Linked DNA regions of Mus musculus: regions 2, 3, 4 and 5 are each linked to region 1. The links are chromatin contacts, called in public ChIA-PET, HiChIP or PLAC-seq and promoter capture Hi-C maps. All regions are on one chromosome and are shown on one strand. Each heading gives the region's core, a stretch centred on a gene start, on an enhancer-like site or on the middle of the called end of the contact. The rest is flanking DNA. Distances are from core to core; before and after follow the strand shown. Region 1 holds the start of Tmem147 (transmembrane protein 147). Region 2 holds the start of Scn1b (sodium channel, voltage-gated, type I, beta). Region 3 holds the start of Gramd1a (GRAM domain containing 1A). Region 4 overlaps Hpn (hepsin). Region 5 overlaps Gm42377 (a long non-coding RNA gene).

The links. ChIA-PET counts read pairs in DNA pulled down with a chosen protein or histone mark. HiChIP or PLAC-seq counts read pairs in DNA pulled down with a chosen protein or histone mark. Capture Hi-C pulls out chosen DNA fragments and counts their contacts.
Region 2: an HNF4G HiChIP or PLAC-seq map of pancreatic cancer cells shows a contact between it and region 1. The contact joins the promoter of Scn1b here to the promoter of Tmem147 in region 1. A contact is called at or near these places in 1 of 115 datasets of contacts at active chromatin or transcription factors (pancreatic cancer cells) and 2 of 9 other capture datasets (adipose tissue and liver).
Region 3: a promoter capture Hi-C map of liver shows a contact between it and region 1. The contact joins the promoter of Gramd1a here to the promoter of Tmem147 in region 1. A contact is called at or near these places in 3 of 39 promoter capture datasets (cranial neural crest, maxillary cranial neural crest and pre-B cells), 2 of 115 datasets of contacts at active chromatin or transcription factors (memory CD8 T cells and pancreatic cancer cells) and 2 of 9 other capture datasets (adipose tissue and liver).
Region 4: a contact with region 1 is called in an H3K4me3 HiChIP or PLAC-seq map of bone marrow-derived macrophages, with 3 times the contacts expected there. The contact joins the enhancer-like site here to the promoter of Tmem147 in region 1. A contact is called at or near these places in 8 of 39 promoter capture datasets (the C10 cell line, the HPC-7 cell line, cranial neural crest and 5 more), 1 of 484 Hi-C or Micro-C datasets (cerebral cortex), 5 of 115 datasets of contacts at active chromatin or transcription factors (bone marrow-derived macrophages, effector CD8 T cells, embryonic stem cells and 2 more) and 3 of 9 other capture datasets (adipose tissue, embryonic stem cells and liver).
Region 5: a contact with region 1 is called in an RNA polymerase II ChIA-PET map of memory CD8 T cells, with 11 read pairs. The contact joins the enhancer-like site here to the promoter of Tmem147 in region 1. A contact is called at or near these places in 6 of 39 promoter capture datasets (the HPC-7 cell line, cranial neural crest, embryonic stem cells and 3 more), 3 of 115 datasets of contacts at active chromatin or transcription factors (embryonic stem cells, large pre-B cells and memory CD8 T cells) and 2 of 9 other capture datasets (adipose tissue and liver).

The regions. Positions count from the first base shown.
Region 1 is chr7:30,727,975-30,730,808 of GRCm38.p6, forward strand. Tmem147 (transmembrane protein 147) reads right to left here and starts at 1,560. Exons shown (of 7, transcript NM_027215.2): 1 at 1,370-1,560; 2 at 1,228-1,297; 3 at 683-742; 4 at 458-594; 5 at 231-315; 6 at 13-134. The coding sequence starts at 1,446. Gapdhs (glyceraldehyde-3-phosphate dehydrogenase, spermatogenic) reads right to left here. Exons shown (of 11, transcript NM_008085.2): 10 at 2,361-2,458; 11 at 1,805-1,985. The coding sequence ends at 1,913.
Region 2 is chr7:31,125,587-31,128,286 of GRCm38.p6, forward strand. It overlaps Scn1b (sodium channel, voltage-gated, type I, beta), which reads right to left and starts at 1,437. Exons shown (of 6, transcript NM_011322.3): 1 at 1,080-1,437. The coding sequence starts at 1,119.
Region 3 is chr7:31,149,760-31,152,481 of GRCm38.p6, forward strand. It overlaps Gramd1a (GRAM domain containing 1A), which reads right to left and starts at 1,412. Exons shown (of 19, transcript NM_027898.4): 1 at 1,137-1,412. The coding sequence starts at 1,144.
Region 4 is chr7:31,096,425-31,099,124 of GRCm38.p6, forward strand. Hpn (hepsin) reads right to left here. Exons shown (of 14, transcript NM_001110252.2): 14 at 2,301-2,649. The coding sequence ends at 2,611. Among named protein-coding and RNA genes, the nearest start is that of Hpn, 18 kb to the right of the region's middle. Within about 2 kb of position 1,372, at least 18 of the 459 cell types and tissues checked have an H3K27ac peak or open chromatin away from gene starts, as enhancers often do. A contact at or near this core is called in the HPC-7 cell line, bone marrow-derived macrophages and liver, where this site is marked.
Region 5 is chr7:30,999,438-31,002,137 of GRCm38.p6, forward strand. The region is part of intron 2 of Gm42377 (a long non-coding RNA gene); the gene reads right to left. Among named protein-coding and RNA genes, the nearest start is that of Fam187b, 19 kb to the left of the region's middle. Within about 2 kb of position 1,409, at least 143 of the 459 cell types and tissues checked have an H3K27ac peak or open chromatin away from gene starts, as enhancers often do. A contact at or near this core is called in the HPC-7 cell line, adipose tissue, memory CD8 T cells and 1 more, where this site is marked.

The DNA of each region.
Region 1 (2,834 bases), core at 310-2,809:
CACCCAGCTCACTCCATGACAAAGGCCTTGTAGACACTAAGGAACATCAGGAGGAGAACAGCAGGCCGGAAGGTGTGGTACAGGTCATAGCGTGTTATCATCCAGACCTGAGCTGATGCAACGATGTAGTGGACCTGCAGGGAGGCAGGAAGGGACTGGGAAGTTGGAGCCAAGTTTTTGGGAGAAGTATGGCTAACAACATAAAGGTAGGCTAGGGCTAGACTGCATACCAGACTGATGTTGGAGTCAATGCTCATCTGGATATATTTCCAGTCAAATTCAATGCCTCGGGCTCCCACCCAGAGGGGGATGCATCTGAGGAAGGCAAAAGGAGGCAGTCTCTAGTACCCAGACTCCCCCACCCCCAGCACCCAGCCTCTGATCACCTCCCCTCAGCACCCCTGTGGGACCCAGCTGTCCATTCCCGGAAGTCTGGGCTCCAGTTTGCTCCACACACCGGGACATAATGAGTTCAGCAGTGGCCCAGCCCAGGGCAGCAACCATAATCTTGTACTCCCCCTTGCCTGCATTCCGAGACATGACAAGGTTTAGGCCTATCAGGTCTGCCACATCCACACTGGCCTTCATGAATTCCTGTGGGTCAGGTAGAGGCTCGAGTAAACACGGGGACCAGGTGAACCGACTCCTGCACTCTTCCTTGCCCTTCCCTTGTTCAACTTACCCCAATGAAGTCATAGATGCCACCTTCCCAGGTGGGGAAGAAAGTGGCCAAGAACAACATCTGAGATCAGAAAGTAGAAAGGTCACTGGAAGGTGAGGGAGATTAAAAACCGAAACAAACAAACAAAAAACTATGTGGATACTGTGGAAAGTAAGTGTGCAAGTAGAGGATATGACGCTGGGTTCTAGGGGTCATTCTAGGTGTAAGTGGCAAGATCACGTGATCTTGGGAGATAGAGGGCAAGTGGCCTGGTTTCTAAAAGTCTAGAAGTTCACGGGGGAATCTGATGTCTAAAAATGCCTAGGCAGCACCCTGCGACACCCTGTGGGTGAAATATCGCACTAAGAGGTTTTCTCATTTTACAACAGTTGTAAGAAAAAGTTGCATCAGGGCCTTTCTGGCCTTGCATCCCTTCTAAGGTATTCGGGCATAGTCCCTAAGCGTTGTCTCGAGGGTGGTCCTATGGAAGGTGACAGCTGCAGAGTCAGGCCCCTGAGATCTGGAATGCCTGGAGGCCAGACACGTGGAGTCCGGGAGTCCCTCACCTTGCATAGCTGCACAAAGAGGTAGGTGACCCCGGCCTGGACGCATTTCCAGAAGGCGTTGTATTCAGACCTGAAGAAGCCGGCGGTGAGGGGTCGGCCCGGGTCCCGCACCCTCTCCACCCCGCGCCCGCCCTGCACTCACAGGCCGCTGCATTTGTACGTGATGAAATAGGGAAAGTAGGCGAGGGCGAAGCAGTTCCCGAAGTGGAACAGGGTCATGACGCCAGCCGCCCGGTCCCGCAAATGCGGGACTCGCCAGGCGCAGCGTCTCCTCTAGTCGGCCTCGCCGGCACCGGGGCCTGGCGCCCACCTGCTTTGCCGTGGCCCGCGCGCGGCCTTATGGGAACTGTAGTCCGGCCTGGTACGTCGCGTGCAGTGACGTCAGAGCGCCCAGCTCCGGCTGTGTTGCAGGGACTTCCAGAGCCTTGCTTACACCGTTGAAGACCTTGTGTTCAGACAGCGCTTTCCCTCTCCCACTCGGCTCGGAGCCAAGCGCCACCTCTTCTCGCTCATCCGAGAACTTTGAACCCCGCCCTGAACGCAAGGTGATCGGCGCAGAGACAAGAGGGCAAAGCTGTGCGCATTCTCGTTTTTATTTCATTGTTGACCCGGTGGCGGCGCCTTTGAGTGGAAGCCGAAGTCAGGAACGCGAGGTGCGCAGGGGAGCAAGGAGGGGCCTTTTGTGTTACTTCTCTCGGCTAAACATGTAGCGGAGGAGGTCGACCACTCGGTTACTGTAGCCATATTCGTTGTCGTACCTGAGGAGGCGAGGAAGGAGGCGTCAGTGTGTGTGTGTGTGTGTGTATACGTGTACGCACTCGCGCGCTCGCCCTCTTGTCAGCCTCCCCCACTATCCTCTGGCATCTATCCCCTTTACCAGGCGTGTGTGTGTGTGTGTGTGTGTGTGTGTGTGTGTGTGTGTGTGTGTGTGTGTGTGTACGTGTACGCACTCGCGCGCTCGCCCTCTTGTCAGCCTCCCCCACTATCCTCTGGCATCTTTCCCCTTTACCAGGCGTGTGTGTGTGTGTGTGTGTGTGTGTGTGTGTGTGTGTGTGTGTGTGTACGTGTACGCACTCGCGCGCTCGCCCTCTTGTCAGCCTCCCCCACTATCCTCTGGCATCTTTCCCCTTTACCAGGCAACAAGCTTCACGAAGTTGTCATTGAGGGCAATTCCAGCCTTAGCATCAAAGATGGAAGAATGGGGATTGCCGTTAAAGTCCGTGGAGACCACCTGCGTGACAATTTCAAAGATAAATGTAGTCGAGCAAAGATCTCCAGGAACCCAGACTCTCAAACCACATTGTCAGTCACTCATCTGGTATACTGGACAGAGACCTTTTGTGTTGGTGACAGAATGTGATCAAGGCAGGTGGAACCTTTGTCTCAGGGACACAGCAGGGGAGCTCAGTGGATAAAAGTGCTTGTCACATAAGCGTGAGCTTTCTGTGTTTGGATCCGCAGAATCCATATAGAGGCTGGGCGGTTGATGGACACTTATAGGCCCAGCAGTCCAGCTCCAGACTGAGGCTCCTTGGAACAAGATGACTAGCTAGATTAGTTAGTTGTCAAGCTACCTTACATCTTGCCTCGGTAACAAGTGGAGTGCA
Region 2 (2,700 bases), core at 187-2,686, 400 kb after region 1:
CATTAAATGTCACTCCCACCATGAAAGAGGTCTGCAGAGCCAGTCGTGGGTTGAGAGATAGGAAGGTTGGGTGAGGGGGTTCACTCTAGCTCTGTTTCTTTCTTCCCCTAGCTTCTGTGTTGGAATCCATCCCCTCCCGATCTTCACCATCTTGCCCTGTCCCCTCTTCCGCAGACTCACTTCCTCGCTTCAAGACCTTCACCCCAAGTTAAAAGTTCTTTGCTTCACCACTGGGTTAGAGGCCTCTGGTCCCTCTTTCACCCACTTACCTGCCACCTCTTGTGTCCCACCACACACTAACTGTATAAGTCATGTCACCAACTTTAGCTCTGGGTCTTTTCCTTGTCTCCCCAACCCCCAACCTCCTGATCTCTTAGTCTTCAAGGCTTCTGGTTCACCTTCCCGTTTGCTCCAGTCTCCCCCATGTTTATTCCTCCTAAAGGTCTCTGAAGATCCCAGCAGGGCTGTATTCCGTCGTTTTCCCACCACTGTATGTCTCGCCATTACTATTACTGTTGTTGTTTTAAACTCCATCTGGCAGGCATTCTGTTCCTGGGACTGCCTCTCTATCTCCATCCCTTCCTGGTCTCTCCAGATCTTTCTGCTGCTCTCAAGTTTCTCTGTTCCTGGCTCCGGTTCCTAACTCTCTCCCTCCAATGTCCCTGTCTGCCCCAGTCTGTCTCTCAGTTTACCTCCACGTCCAGGGCATGCCCGGAGTCCTCACTCGGTATCCATGCCTCCCGGTTCGTTTCGGGCCCCAGTCCCAGGCGCTGCCTTCCCCCACCCCTCACGCGGCTGTGGGTGTCACATTGCAGCCTGCGGGGCTCTGCAAGCAGCTGACTCCGCGTCTCCTCGCCCCCGGCCCGGCGCCCGCGGCGGCACCTCTGTACCAAGTGTCCCTCCACACCCCCCCGAGAAACCCTTGCATCTCCACGATCCTTCTGTGCCGTCCAGGGTCCCGCGACCCCAACGACCTCGCACCCCGCACAACTTCCCAGGCCGGGACTTGGCGCGGCTCCGGCCACTTGGGCGGGGGGCGTCCCGAGCGCCGACGGCGCGTGTCCCCCAGCAACACTCACCCAGCGCCGCGCCCACCACGAGAGCCAGCAGCGTCCCCATGGCCGCGCAAGGCGGTGGGTGCGCAGAGCGCGGCGACAGGCGATGGGCCCCGGCGGCGACTGGCCCGGGCGCGGGCGCGGCAGCTGCTGCTGGGGGGGCGCGCCCCCCCGCTCCGGTTACCGCCGGGGGCCCAGCCCCGGGGCTCGGAGAGCAGGCATCCCCGCCGCGCGGCGGGAGGCTCGGGATGCTGCGTGCGCGCGCGCCACAGGGCGCATCCAGGCTGCGGCGACCCCTGCCTGGCTCCGGACGTTGCTCGCGCTCGGGCTCCCGGCGCTGGGGTGCGGACCGCGGGCTCCTGCGCACTGCAGCGGCGGCCCGGGAGGGAGGAGGGAGACGGAGGAGGGAGGAGGGAGCGGGAGGGGGCGGGATGAATCACCGCGGGGGGAGGGCGCGGCCGCCCAGCCTTTGCCGCAGCGGCCCGGGAGGCGCCCGGGCACCGGCCTCTCCGGTGGCTTCGTGGCTTCTGCACACCCGTTGCATGGTCTAGGTCATTCCGGCTTCACCAGACTCTCTGGGGGTGTCGGAACCCTTTCCTCTTCCTCTTCTGAGAAAGGTCATCTCTAGACACCCAAGAGGACTTGGAGGACAGTTTGAGGGACCAATTTCCGTCTTCCTAATTATAGAGGTTAACCTTATCCAGTTCTTGGGGAGATAAGGCTGAGACATCCCAGAGACCTACTTATGACACCTGAGATCCCTCGGACTGGAGATCTCAGGACCTAAGAGGGCATGGCGGAGTGAAAGGGTCAAGCTAGGTATACATAGAAACCTGTAGACCTTATCCAAGCCAAAAGGGTACCTTGGCATCCCACAGCTCTGGGGGTCGGAGGTGCGGGATTTCAAAGGGGCCATTCCCGCGATCCCCCGCTGCTACTCTGACGTCATCTTCTCAGCTCTCCTCCCACTCCATCGTCCACCGTTCCTCCACCCCCAGCACACCAGCTCATCACTGCTTCAGGGCTTTTGCCCTACTTCCATTCTGCCTGGACACCCCCCACCCCGACCCCGCCTACTATCCCCAGGTGATGGAAGGGCTGATTGTGCTGAAGCCCAGGGCTCCAATGTCACCTTCACAGTATTTTCTGTGCCCATTTTGAGTAATCTGCCTTTCTCCACACTGACTACATCATCTTGGCTCTTATTTACTTTGTCAGAACAGCTGTCAGTACCTAACATTATGGGGGTTTGTTTTGGTTTTTATTATATTTTACTTACTCTGTATGTGTGAGACCATACACCAATTCCGAGGCATACATATGAAGGTCAGAGGGCAACTTGGGGGGGGGGGAGTGAGTCCTATATGTTTAACTTTGGAGACAGGATCTCACTATGTAGACCATGCTGACTTCTAACTGGTGGTCTCCTGCTTCAGTATGTACCACCACACCACGTTCGTATTCTTTTATATGATTTGTCTGTTTGTTGTGTGTACCTCACCCCCTGGGTGAGGGCACTGACCTGTGTCCCAAACAGGTCCCTAGCACCTTAACTTCTGCTAGGATCGTTAAAGGGCCACCAGGACCAAGGTGGGAGAGAGACTCTTGGCAGGGGTTGGCTGGCCCTGTCCTAGCTTCCAGTTCA
Region 3 (2,722 bases), core at 162-2,661, 420 kb after region 1:
AGGAGGGAGGGTTCTCAGCTGAGAAAACCACAAGGGGTCTCTGTCTCTTTCAACAGACAAAGCCACAAAGGGTCTGAGAGACAGAGACAATCTCCCACACACACCCAAGGCATGCAACAATGCCACATTTGGATACACTGGGACTTTCCCACAGACGGAATCAGAGGTAAGTGAGCCACCCACAGGGCCCAGTGACACCACACTGTCACCGGTAGACACATGCAATTTCTACTTGTTCACGGAACCAAAAGACATCCAAATGTGGATGTCAGGCGCACAGCAGCTGAGCCCCAACCACATGCACACATACTCAAATCACAATGAGAGCTCACGGAGGTAACTCACAGACGTAATTCATGGTGAATTATAGGTACAGTCAGCCAAGAGACTGAAGCGGAATGCTGTACAAGTCACAATGAGGCACAAGCTCAGAATGTGTGATTTGCACACGGTGCCACAAAGAAAATGAGACACGTCTCACACACAACCACAGTGGGTCCAAGAGCACCAGATGCACTCGACCTGGGTGGTAGCCATCACACAGAAGATGATAGATAACATACAGACAGCCACACAACATTGCCCCAAAGAATCCCAGCTGTTACACACACACACACACACACACATACACACACACACACACACACACCACGCTGAGCACAATCACAAACGGAAACCCGCAGGCACAGGTGACCAGGCAGGAGTGGCGGGGGCGGGAGGGGGGCAGAACACACCCGACCCCCACCCCGCCGAGATCTCAGGCTCAAAGAAGCTCCTTTTCCCCAGCCCCCACGACAAACGGGGACCACCGACCGGAGGATCTGCGGGGCCTGCCCAGTAATGGGGATGGGGGGTGGGGCTGCTCGCGGCCCTTTCATCTGGGTGTTGGGTCAGGGCTCCCCGTAGGGGGACGATCAGGGCCTAGAGGAGCTCCCCGCTGCCCATATGCGTCCCAGGCCGGTAGTGACGCCCCAATCTTGGGTCTCGCCGCCAGGTTGCAATCCCTCACGTGTACCCCTTCTGGTCCCCAGCGGGGTCGCTCCTACATGCACCAGCTTGGAAACCCAGCTCCGGCCCTCTGCCGCAGCCCGATCGCACCACCGTCCCCGCTTCCCACCCCGAGGCCCGGTGCTTACTCGAACATGGATGCGGCGCCCCGGCTGCAGGGCAGGACCCGGCCGGCTGCTCTGAGATGGGCCTCCCGGGCCTCGCCTGCCTCGGCCGCCGCCTCCACCGGACCCTGCCACCCGCACAAAAGGCCGGAGCCGCCGGAGGCCGCCTCGGCGTCAGCGACACCCCCTTCCTGCTCCCGCCCCGCGCGTCACGGCGCCGCCCCCGCCGGGAGGGGGACATGGACGCGAGCGCGGGCCTAGGCCTAGGATGGCTGGGGAAAGAGTCCGGCTGGGAGACAGAAGAAAATTTTTATTTAAAATGAGCAGCCTGGGCGGGGCGTGATAGCGCACGCCTCACATCCCAGAGGCTGAGACAGGAGGATTGGCATGAGTTCGAGGCCAGCTTGGGCTACATAATGAATTCCAGGCCACTGGAATGCAGAGTGAGAATTTGTCTTCAAAACAAATGAGCAAACAAGTTTAAACACCCTGGGCTTCTCCCCTGGACCCAGAAGAGTCTCTGAGAAGTGGGATGGAGGTGGGTGACAGGCTGATGCTGGGAAGAACTGGCCTGGGGCGGAAGTCTGGGGGTGGGGTCGGGGAACCACAGCTGGAGGGTGGAAAGCCTCTTCCCGTTCTCCCCACCCAGCCTCAGAACCTCAGTTCCTGCCTTAGAAGCGTTCACTTTTCCGCGCGCGCGTGTGTATGGAGACTTCCCCAGCCTAATCGTGCAGACCACGTCAGATTCCAGCCCACCCGGCTCCTAGCAGTGCTGTGTGCGCTTGGGCAAGTCCCTCAGGCCTGGGGAGCCCCCTGCTCCCAGGCAAGGGGTTTCCCCCAGAACAGCACAGGGGCAGGGCTCATCAGCGTTTTTGATACTGGGAAGCCTGCCGAGCCTCAGGACGGGAAATGACCATACATTGCAGTGTAGGACGAGTTCTTGTGCCAGCCAGCCCTGCACCCACCTCTGCAAGCCAGGCGTGGTTGTCGTCCTTGTTGGAGAACACAATGTGAACGAGCCTCTGGCTTTGGGACCCAGCCCAGGGATTTCTCCCCACCCCTCTTCGGCCTTCAGCCTCTTGTCCAGCTACAGTAGGCCCAGTCCCACCTTGTTTGGTTTCCATTCCTATCCCGCTCTGTTACCACTTACAGCCAGAGCTCTAGCCTGTGAATCGCCAAGTCTGGCCAGAGGCCTCTTGGCTTCAAGCCCTACCCTGGCTCCACCTCATTCCTTGTTTTAAAAAAAAAAGTGCTCATCTTGGTGTCCAGAGCCCTCCTGATTGGGCCCCTTCCACCTGTCTGTCTAACTGGTTCCTCCTTAGCCTCCTGGTTGATTATCCCAGGTGTCAATCTACCCCCCTGCTCATCCCACCTGCCTCCGGCCTCAGGACCTTTGCACTGCTATCCCTTCCACAGGAGGAAGCTCGCTCTTCTTGCATGGCTGCCTTCCATCTTTCTGTGTTGCTCTTTTTATACGTCCGTAGCTTGTTTACTCTTAGAAAGACATTTACTTCGGTGGTGAGGGCTTGGGTGGGTTGGATATCATTATATAGCCTGGGCTGGCCTCAAACCTCAGTATGTAGCTGAGTCAGGGCTCGAATTTATGAACT
Region 4 (2,700 bases), core at 122-2,621, 370 kb after region 1:
CTGCTTACACCTCTTAAAATTTGTTTTCTTAATTCTGTGTGTGTGTGTTTGTGTGTGTGTGTGTACATGAGTGCATGTGCTCCTGGAACCAGAAGAGGGCGCTGTATCCCCCAGAGCTGGAGTTAACAGGAGTTCTCAGTCTGAGTACTGGGAACTGAACTCAGGTCCTTTGGAAGAACACCAAGGACTCTTACCACTGATCAATCCCCCCAAGCTTGTATACCCCATTTCTGAATAAAGTATTCACCCTTGGGTGTCTCACTGTAGCAATGGAAAATAAATTAATACATGCCTAAATTTCTACCAGATCCCTTAGAATAGGGAGGGCCACAATCCTCTCCCACCTCTCAGGGCCATGCCATGCCCTCTCCATTTGTCCCCTCTGCACAAGCATTCTCCTTCCTCCAAAACAAATCTGTTCAAACCCTTCACAGGGCACCATGCACAGGAATGGTGTCTTTTTTCAGCTGACAATTACGAAGGGGACATTTATGGTCGCCTCCCTCCAACTCTGTATACAGTTGTGTGTGTGTGTTGCTCGGATTCAAACCCAGGACTTTGAGCATGCTAGGGGAGTCTTGTGCATTTTTGGCAAGCCAACATTTGATTGACCCGCCAAAATGCCACAGACGAGACAATGTTGGAAAACCCTGAGGGGCAGTGGCGGATTGGTGTTCTGTGAGTGACATGCAGGACTGGGGGGCTCTTTGCAGGCAATACAGTGTTGAAGATCGACCTTACTAAGGCTGTGGGGGATCAGGTGCTCATGGCTAGAATGTTTCCCAGACAAATGGACTGTGAGTCCCTCCAGGGTGTTTTTGAAGATATTTCTGTTTGCGGCTAACAGGCTGTGTGGTATTCTAACATTTATCAGTTAAGATCTTAAGCTGGCAGTGGTAAGGCTGGGAACCCACACTGGCAAACCTGAGGCTGGTTTGTCACACACTGAAGGCCAGCCTGGGTGACATAGAGTTCCAGACCAGTTAGGGTTCCTACCCACCAAATCCCCCCAAAAGGCTGAATGCGGGTGACAAAGCCCTTAATCCTAAATCAAATGGATGTCTGTGAGTTCAAAGGAAACTTGATCTTCACAGTGAGTTCCAGGAAAGCCAGGGCTACATAGTGAGACTCTGTCCCCCCCCCCCCAAAAAAAAAGAAAGAAAAAAAAAAGAAAAAGAAAAAGAAAAGCCCCCCCCCTCAAAACAAGAAGAAGAAAAAAAAACCAGCAAAAATAAATTTAGAAATGTTTAAAATTTTGAGAAGTGGCATAGGTTGAGTGTTTTGTCCCGCTGAGCCGGCCTTTTTCAGCCTGTCTGGGAAGAGCCTTAAGTTCTCAAGCGCCAGGGCTGCAGCTCCCTCTGGTGGCCATCTACACTGCTACAGAGGTCTGCAGATGCAGGCAGGGGAAGAGCAGGAAGGGGTGGGTCTCTGAGGGGACGGCCCTTCAAGCTGCACTTACAAGGCTTGCCACTCACCCCTCTCTGCCCCACAAGGTTTTGTTTTCTGTTGCCCATAAGCAGACATATTTATTGTCCCTCGAACATTGACGTCCACTTTCTCTGGAAACAGCGCCTCATTTTCTTATGAAGAGTCTTCCACACACAGCTCATGTGGATCCTGAAGGCCCAGCCCGCGTCCCCAGCCCCCAGCCCCAGGCACCACTTTGGGTACAGGGAAATGCAACAAGTTCACACGACTCAATTCTGACCCAGAGCTGGGTCTCCCCAGGCTTCCCCCCCCCCCCGCCCTCCGCTCTTGTGTTCTCATAAAAGGAGTGCACACGCACACGCGCGCGCGCGCGCACACACACACACACACACACACACACACACACACACGCACGCACGCACGCACTGGCATCATGAACTTGATCCACTGCACATACCCTCACTTATGTAGAAATGGGACGAGTTTCTTCTGGTTGTGGGAAAGTCTGCAGAAAGCTAGCAGAGTGAAGGAAATTTGAGAGTTGTTGGGTTGAGCAATCCTAAAGTCAGATTCTTTCGGGCATTTTAGCACCCCCCTCCACCTTCCTTTTATTTTTTGAGATAGGGTCTCACTCTGCAGCCAAGACTGGCCTGCCTGGAACTCACTACGTAGCTCAGGATAGCTTTTCACTCGTGAAGATCCTCCCAAGTGTTGGAACTACAGGAGTCAGCCACCAGGATCGGCTTAAATGTTTTCTCAAACGGGTAGGGACTGGGAGGGTCACAATCCCTTTTTGATTTGTGTTAGGCCCTCAGTCCTCTCTGCTACTCTCAAAATGTCCACACCGCTGCTTCCGTTTGTAGACGCAGAGACCCATTAATCAAAACCACCTTTATTATTTAAAGAGCATCTGCACAAGGGGCTCCCTAGAGCGCCCCCCAGAGGACAGAGTAATATTTACATGGGGTGGGAGGGTGAGGCCAATGGCCCTGGGATTGAGTGGGCCGGCCACTGTGGAAGAGAAGTCCTTGGATCCAGCATCCTTGGACCCGTGGACTGGATCTGAGCAGGAAACCATTCCATGTGAGGCCCAGTGTGGAGCCTACCACGTGGGGCTGGAGCCACCAGACCAACTCTGACTCTGGATGCTAGTGCAGCACGGAGCAGCGAGATGAGGCGGGATCAGGGCTGAGTCACCATGCCACTGGCTTCGGAGTGAGTCTAGGGAAAGAGCCACAGGCTTCCAAGGTCTCAGACGCTTGTCCCATCCCC
Region 5 (2,700 bases), core at 159-2,658, 270 kb after region 1:
AGAAATTAAATCCACATCTAAGGGGACACTAGTTGGAAGTATTGGGTCTGGGTACTGGACCCAATTTGGTGGCTTTAGAATCCTACTTTCATTTGTTTATTTTCTGCTTCAGAGAATGTCAGAGATAGCCCCGCATTGACTTTGCTATGTAGACTAGGATGACAGTTTAAACCCCTGACCCTCCTGTCTATGTTTACCAACCACCGAGATTACAGACATGGCCTTCACTTTATCCATGTTATGGTCCTTGCTTTTGAGTTACATGTAGTTATAGCCAAAACAAACAAACAAACAAACAAACCAGTCATATTAACCCAAGCAGAGTGGCATATTCTTATATTCCCAGCATGTAGAAGGGTCAGGATTTCAAGGCCAAGGCCAACCTAGGTTACAGTGAGACCCTGTCTCAAATTAATGACTGGAGAGTTGGCTCAGCAGTTAAGAGCATTTGATGCTCTTGCCAAAGACCTGGGTTTGATTCCCAGCACCCACGGGGCAGCTCAAATCGTCTATAACCCTAGTTCCAGGGGATCAAAAGATCCTCTTCTGGGGTGCTCTGACACTGTTTGCATGTGGTGCATATACAGACAAGCAGATGTACAAACACACCTACACACAAAAAAAAAATAATAAACGAACAACAACAGCACAGGGCATGGCGGTGCATGTCTTTATTCTAATCGCTCAGGTGGACCTCATGAGTTTGAGACCAGCCTGAGCTACATAGTGATCCCCAGGCCAGCAAGGGGCTCCACTGTAAGACAGTGTCTCAAAATTTAAACAAAACAAATAGTAGTGGCATACCCCTCTCCCATCCAGAGCAGATACTCTGCCCCAACTCGATGCCGAGAGCCAGGAATGCCCTTGCCTTCTTAGGGAGGTACTGTTATTTTCTGTTTTCCACAGATGGGGAAACTGAGGCAGCTGAGACTTGAACCCAGGCACTGGGGACCTGCCAGTGCCATGTCCAGAACGTACTTCTGCATGTCAGGGCGTTAGGGGCGAGCTCCACTTTTGAGATACTCCTGCAGTCAGATGGGCAGGGGGTCCCAGGACAGTCCAGGCTCTCTAAGACCACTGTGCTGCCTCCTGCTTCTTTCCCCTCCCCCCAGTGCCTGCTCAGAGTCCCAGGACTCATTTGCAGACAGGCTGACCTAATGCAGGCTGAGCCAGAGAGGTGAGTCCAGGCAATCGGGCCAGTGGCCCAGCCTGAGTCACTGGGCAGGGCTGTGGTCAGGGCTCAGAGGGCTAGTAGCAGCTTGTGTCTAGGAGGGACATCACCTGGATATTGTTCCAGTCCCTGCCTCCTCCACTGCAAGTGACCTTGGCGCCTAGCAGACCCCTGCAGGGAACAGTCCCTGCCCACTGCCTTGACAGGAAGCCTGGGCAGGAAGCCAAGTCATATTTAACCCATTTATGAGAACTGAGACGTGTCTATTTATAGCCTTTTGATTTGTCTGCCAAGCGTGAGCTGGTGGACGGACGCAGCAGCATCTCCATGTGGAAAGCTGCCTGCTGCTCCACAGAGGTAAGATGGAGTTTGGCTGCACGGCTCAGTTTCCCCAGCCACCCTGCAGATGTGGATGAGACTGTGTTCTCCATTTTCCAGTGGGGAGACTGGGTCTCAGAGAGGCACGGTTGCTTCCTCTTAGCCACATGGCCACAGGTGGGTAAAACAGAAATCATAGAGACAGTTGACGAGCAAAAAGCCTCTAATCACCAAATGGCCATCAACTCCTTAGGCAACTGAAGTCTTTTCCCCAGAATTCTCTGGAAATATTCCATCCTTGCCAGGCTTTCTGGTTTTCCTTCACCTATCTCCAGCTTCCCTCCCATCTCAACATCTTCCTCTTTGTTGGTAAAGTGTTGCCCTTTCTACCTCTTCATGGTCTTCCCTCCTCTTTCACTACTTTCTAGTTCTGTCTGTCTGTTTGCCTGCCTCCCTCTCCTTCCCTCCCTCCCTCTTTTCCTCCCTTCTTCCTCCCCCTCTTGAGTCAGGATCCCACTATGTTAGCCCAGGTTAGCCTTGAACTCAGAATGTCCCACTTCAGACTCCGGAATGTTGGAATTATTGATGTATATTTCCACACCTAGATTGTTCCTTGCTCCATGGTTGTTTAAATAGGGTTTAATTATGTTGCCCAATGTGGTCACCCACCTTGTGGCTTAAGTGATCCCTCCCCCGACCATGTCCCCTGTGCCTCAGCTTCCAGATTAGTAGCTACAACTACAGATGCGGGTTACTCTGTTCAATTTACTTCTCTTATGGAGGCCAACATGTTGTTTGTCACAAGAGCTGGTATTTAAGGGGCTCCCATGATAAAAAAAATCCAGGTGAGGTTCCCATGAGGCTTTGCTGGACTCTGTAGTAAGCAGCACTGACAGCCCCAGTCTACAGATGGAGGCCAGGCACACACAGCAACCAGGCGACTGTGTGGTCCATCCTTGGTGTCTCTGGTGCCCTTACCCGTGCCAGGTTCCGTGTGGCTCAACGTCAAGAGACGGCATGAGAAACGAATGAGTCAGCAGTCCTCAACCATGGAGGGGCTGATGCTGGTTGGTCCTCAGGGACGGGATACATGGAGGGGTCCCTGGTACAAGGCTTTTGGTAGCATCGTCGTTCTTTGTCTCTGGGTTTCCGGATGTGAAGGAAGGTTCGTGCTCCTACTGTCTTATGTTGGGGAAGGAGAGGATGGACAC